2 separate regions of the Sus scrofa genome follow, and region 1 is linked to region 2. The links are chromatin contacts, called in public HiChIP or PLAC-seq maps. All regions are on one chromosome and are shown on one strand. The core of a region is the stretch at or near the end of the contact, and the rest is flanking DNA. Distances in the headings are between cores, read along the strand shown.

Evidence for each region. HiChIP or PLAC-seq counts read pairs in DNA pulled down with a chosen protein or histone mark.
Region 1: an H3K27ac HiChIP or PLAC-seq map of skeletal muscle shows a contact between it and region 2. The contact joins the promoter of CMYA5 here to the promoter of HOMER1 in region 2. A contact is called at or near these places in 2 of 47 Hi-C or Micro-C datasets (heart right ventricle and skeletal muscle) and 1 of 2 datasets of contacts at active chromatin or transcription factors (skeletal muscle).

The regions. Positions count from the first base shown.
Region 1 is chr2:88,389,436-88,392,480 of Sscrofa11.1, reverse strand. CMYA5 (cardiomyopathy associated 5) reads right to left here and starts at 1,314. Exons shown (of 13, transcript NM_001197307.1): 1 at 1,102-1,314. The coding sequence starts at 1,250.
Region 2 is chr2:88,252,385-88,255,107 of Sscrofa11.1, reverse strand. HOMER1 (homer scaffolding protein 1) reads left to right here and starts at 1,265. Exons shown (of 9, transcript NM_001243811.1): 1 at 1,265-1,635. The coding sequence starts at 1,631.

The sequences.
Region 1 (3,045 bases), core at 65-2,564, 140 kb before region 2:
CAAACTTCTTCCATAAAGCCTTTGAGGGCAGGGACTGTGCCGGCCTCCCACTTAGTAGTTACATGGTAAATTTGTGTCCGAAATTCCAGACTTCTTATCTGACAATTCGCCCTAATCAGTGCCACTCTGTGGGGTTTTTCAGCTTCAGCTCTGCTGGCTTTGATTAAGCAGCACTTCTAACTTTGGATAAGATGGGCACATCCATCTGTCACCTACAAAGCCTTTGTACTGATATTAATAGACTTAGGAAGGGGACAGAACTGAGGGACAAAACAAAAAACAAACAAAACCCCTAAAACTAAAAAACAAACCCTCAAACCCCATACTCAAAGAGAACCAGGAAAAGCAGAAACAAATCCAAATGGAGAGATGACTCCTATTACTTTCGTTTCAGGGCCTACATTAGAGGGATGCAGAGAGATAGAAATGGAGGGAGACCCATAATTTTATATAGTACTACCTAGTTATATTCACATGCACTGAAAGGTTGATATTTAAGAGAAAAAAACCACCACCACCAACAGAATTTTAAGAATAGGAGCGCCTGAAATCCGTGCTTTCCTCCAGAGAATTATGAGCTTTGTACCAAAATTAGGTCCTCCTCTAGCAGTGCTGGGCATCCAAGAGACCTCCAGTCATCTGAAGTTTCCAGAGCAGGCATCTCCGCCTCCACCTGCACCCCACACCCTCTTCTCCTCTAACTAAGGCTTTCAAAATTGTTGCTAGGCTTTGGGCCAAAGCTAAGCGTTTCAGCCCAAATCAGCAGTTAGGGAGGACGCGAAGTAAATCCCCAGGAATAAACAAGAGCCGAAAGTCACAAGGAGCTGCCTGGGGGGGAGGGGTGGTAATGAAGGAGGAAGGGGGGATGGGGAGGGATGAACTTTGCTGCTGCAGGCGGGCCTGTCACTCCAGCTGACACAGGCACCTTCACCTTCAAGTTTTTCACCAAGTCAGCGCCCCCACAGAGAAAGTGCTTAGCTCGAGGAACGTGAACTCCAGCGCGCTCGAAAAGAGGAAAAGGAAGGGGGCGGCGTTTCCCCGCGCAGCACCTGCCCTCCCCGACGGCCGCACTCGGGGCCCGGAGCAAGGGCTCCACGCTACCTGGCGTCCGGCTCCGACTCCGACTCCGCGGCCGTCTCGCCCTCCTCGCCCTCCGACTCCTCCTCGGTGTCCAGCTCCCGGGTCGCCTCCTCGTCCCCATCGGAGCTGAGGGCGCTCTCCGCGGCGTGGTTGCTGTCGCTGCTCGCCATCGCGCCTCGCCCGGGCCGGAGCTGGAGCCGGAACCGCCCGCGCCGCGCCTGGTGTTCTCCCTCTGAGGGCGCCTCCGGCCTGGCCCGGCCCTGCCCTGTCCCGGCGGGGCGTCTCGGGTTCCCGCCCGGGGGCGGGCGAGCCCCGCTACTTTAAATAGAAGGCGTCAAAAAGTTTCGCCACCGAGGTTCGGGGGCCCGGGCTCAGCTTGTCCTCTTCCCCGCGCGTCTGCCAACTCCCCCCAGCCCTCCCCGCCCCAGTTTGGACAGATCCTGGGCAGGCCGTTTGCGCGGCGGGAGAACATCCCTCCGAGGGGCGCAGGCTCCCGCTGCACCCGGGAATTGGAAGGGGGAAAGGCACCGGGCCGCTCCAGCCTCTCTTTGCCCTCAAGTGGGTTTGGAGCCCAGCTGAGCTTCTCCATGGGCCCTCATCACAACCAAGTAACTACCCTTACAGCGAGAGCAGAGTACTTAAGACTAGTTCAGGCAGTGGTAATTATCCCCTTAAACTTTGCTGTGGTCGGTTTAACTGCAGTGCTAGTTTTAGAAATGAGAAAAACTCTCAGAAAGGCTTGAGTTCCTAGCTGGCTCAGGGTCTCCTTGCTAGTAAAGCGACCCAGTGGGAAACAAAGTCTGCCCATTTCAGAAACCCAGTTTTGAACCATGGATCAGTATTGGTTCCCTTCATATCTGCAAATCACTACGTTGTGTATTCTCCTCAGTGACCCCTGGATTATTCAGCCAGGAACTGTTATCTTCATAAATCTTAAATTTGTGAATAAGGAATAATTTCCCCCACGTTGGCCAAAATCTGTTGTGTCTGGAACTCAACCCCAAAAATCCAGATCTTTAGTTGGATCCTGTTATGCTAATGCTTAAGAGCCCTCAGTGGCTTCCAACTGTGCAAAGACTGAAAAGCTCAAGCTCTTCAGGAAGAGAAGTGCTAAAAACACCCCACAACTTACAACCCTTATCTTACCTTGTGGTCTCATCTTTGGAAGTCAGGACTTCCTAGCATTCATCAAATCACACCATGGTACCTTTATGGACACAATTCCTTCTGTCTAAAACATTCATCCTAGCTTCAACATTCCTCCTACCTTCATCTTCCCGGTTATTCATCATTCAAGATCACACCTTTCTCTGAAAACCCCAACTTAAGCTCAGTACATCTGTTCCAGGTTCCCTCATTATCCCATACACAAATTAGGTTTATGTCTCTTTCCCCCAGGAGACTTTGGAAGTTTGTTACTCATCTTTGTCCCACAATCCCCATTTCTCACAAGCACAGAAGCTTAGCAAAGTACTTAGCACATAGTAGGTGTTTAAGGACTGTTCCCTGCACTAAAGAGAACAAGACAAAACCAGCTGATTACCTACTACAGGTAGAGATATCTTCATGATACTTTTTTTTTTTTTTCCGTAAGATGATTTTATGGCTAGAAGAGCTAACACTGATTTGTTGTTTTTGCTTTTCAGAGACGCAGGTGTGGCATATGGAAGCTCCCAGGCTAGGTGATCAAATCAGAGCTACAGCTGCCAGCCTACACCACAGCCACAGCAAGGCTGGATCCAAGTCATGTTTGTGACCTATACCACAGCTCACCACGATGGATCCTTTACCCACTGAGTGAAGCCAGGGACCAAACCAGCATCCTCATGGATACTCATCAGGTTCATTTCCGCTGAGCCACAACGGGAACTCCCTAACACTGATTTTTAATTACAGCAAATTCTATTCATAGAGTTGTTAAATGGTGATCATGTAAATTAGGTAGTATCCACCAGTTACACTAGC
Region 2 (2,723 bases), core at 16-2,515:
CGAGGGCCGGCTCGGCCCCTGACCACCAGCCTCCCCACCGCCCTCGCGGCTGCCGCCTCCTCCAGCTTGCTGGCCGCAGGGCCCCGCCGGGCCTTTGGGACCCGTCAGCACCCCAACCCCCGGCTCCCGGTCGCGTCGGGGCGGCTGCAACTGCCTCGCGCCCCCTCCCGCGAGCAGGGGGAGGGACCGCACAGCTCCTCGTTCTCCCCGCCCCCCTCCCCCGCCCCCAGCAGCCCGCTCTACCGCCGCGCTCGCTTCTCGCTGGCTGCACTGACCTGGGAAGCGGTGTCCTCCGCTCTGCGAGCGGCGGGCGGAGGCACAGGCAGCGGCGGGCTTCGGGCCGCCCGGCCGGCGCTGCTCTGCCGAGCGGGAGCTGGAGGCCGGCGGAGCGGGGCGGTGATGGAAGTGTGAGGAGGCGGCGGCGGGGCCCGGGGACTGTGAGGCGGCGTGTGGCGGCGACGCGGAGCGGGAGAGGCGAGGAGCAGGGGTGGGGGCGCTGGAGCAGCGGCTCTTCCGCGGCTGCGAGCCCCGTTCCCCTGCGCCCGACGCAGGATTAGCTGCCCGCCTCGAGTCGGGCGGGCGCCCGTCGACCCTTCAGCCCTGTCCTCCGCCTCTGCTCAGCTCGCCCCGGAGCTGGGCGCCGGTGCTGGGGGCAGCGTGGGGCTTGGCTTTCTGATTCATTCATTCTTTGCCGCTGGGAGCCTCAGACCTGCGGTGCTCCGAAGAGAGGAGGGAAGAAGGGCAGCCGCGAATGAAGGGCCGGGCGCGAGCCGGGCTTCATTGTGCTCGGCGGCGGGGGGCGGGCAGGGGCTGAGGGAAGTGGGATCGGGCCCCCTCCCCCCTGTTCCCCGGCGTGCGCTGCGCCCCCAGCCTGCTGCCAGCCTGGAAATGGCTCCGTGTGTTCTCCTCGGGAGAATGGATCGATCCTGCCCAGCCTTCTCTTCCTCCTCCCCGCCTCCTCTCTGCTCCCGGTCTTAGGAGGGGGAAAAAAAAATTAAAAGACAGATTCCAATGTGGACTGCCATGCACGTCGCGAGTTGCCAGGTTCGCACTTCGAGGAGATTTTTCTATATAGCTTTTTCTAATGTGAGCGCAGGGAAGCAGTGACATTACTGCTTTTAGGATTTTTATTTTCTCTTAGGGATCTCTCCAGTGCACGTCGCATTGGGTTGCACGCTCCACCCCCAGGGACCCGGTGTGGTGGAGAAATTTGAACCCGCAGCCTTAGTAGCATCGAAAAGGCCGAGTTACCTGGCTCTCCCTGAGTGTGGAGGAGGACAGGAACGAAATGACCACCGAACTCATTTTTCACAGGACTCGGTGAAGCTGGATTCTGCGTTTTCCGACACGTAGACTCATTTTGTGGAATAGAGTTGACCGCTGTCTCCTCCGCGCAGCATTTTAATTCTAACAAGCAAATGCCACCTCTGTTTGAACGTTTTGGTATTTCCCAGAAAGAAATCATTTTATCTAAGGGAACTAACTGAATTTACAGCATCACTGAAATACCTCCAGAAAAGGATCTCGGGGGGTGGACAAGCTACTGCGAAATAGCAGACGGAGAAATTCCTTTGGAAGTTATTACGTAGTATAAGAGCAGAAACTTCAGAGCAAGTTTTCATTGGGCAAAATGGGGTAAGAATTTTTGTGTTTAACACCACTTCGAGTCTGTTTATGTATTTGTGTGATAGAGCGGTGGTGGTGGATTGTCTGTGTTTTATGTTATCAAGCAAATTTGCCACCTTGCTAAGCTAGTGTTAACCTTTTAACAAGTTATTTTTGTGGAGTGACACCGGAGGCCATAATTAAGGAACGCACGTCTGTTACTTGTCACCAGAATATAGTTTTATTAGTGATATTTAAGAAGACAACACTTCCTGTCCTTTCTTGGTTAAAGTGCCGCAGCAGTTTGTGATCAAAGTAATGTTGTCATAGGTTTTGTTGCCGATTTCTTTCAAAGAGAAGTACTGCATTCTCTCGGTGCCTTTAGAATAATCAGGTGCACAAAGGAACAATTGTAAAGTATTGAGCGGTTGGATTTCAGTCCTTGAAAATGATCCAGTGTAAATTGTTGCCCTCACTGTGCCCTCTGTTTTGCCCTTGAATAGCCATAGCTAAAATCAATAGAATTGACTTATTGGGGCATTAAAACGAAAATCTGAAAGTCTTACTGACAAGGGCTCCCCAGTGCCCTGTGCTTAGTTGGAGATCAGAGCCTAAATAAGAAAAGCTTTTTGTTGAAAGAACTTGTTCACTTTTCGGTTTTGGTTTTTTTGTTTGTTTGTTTTTTTGTTTTTGCTTTTGTGATCATGTCATCAGTTTGTGTTAACAGTGTCAGATCTACACCTTTCAGATCCCAAGTCAAGCAGAAGTGCATTTTCCAACTTTTTATTAACTCTTCATACAGTAACTCAATAAAATGAGTGACTCCTCCTAATTTAAGCCAGACAGCTATTATGTATTGATGGAATAATGATCTGGTCGTTTCATTGACAGATTGTCAATGCTTTGTGTCAAAAAAGAACTTCCAGAATTCCCCCCCACCCTTTTTGGTGGTTGAATAAATGCATCTAAGATGTAGTTAGGAGACAGAGATTGAAAGGATAGACACTGAGATATTTATTGTGACAGTTGAGGGGTATGCATACCTAAACTTTCATTCTTGAAACGTTTGGAGGAAAGTTCTTCATAGTACTGCCCTTTTTGTTGGAGTTAGAATTTGA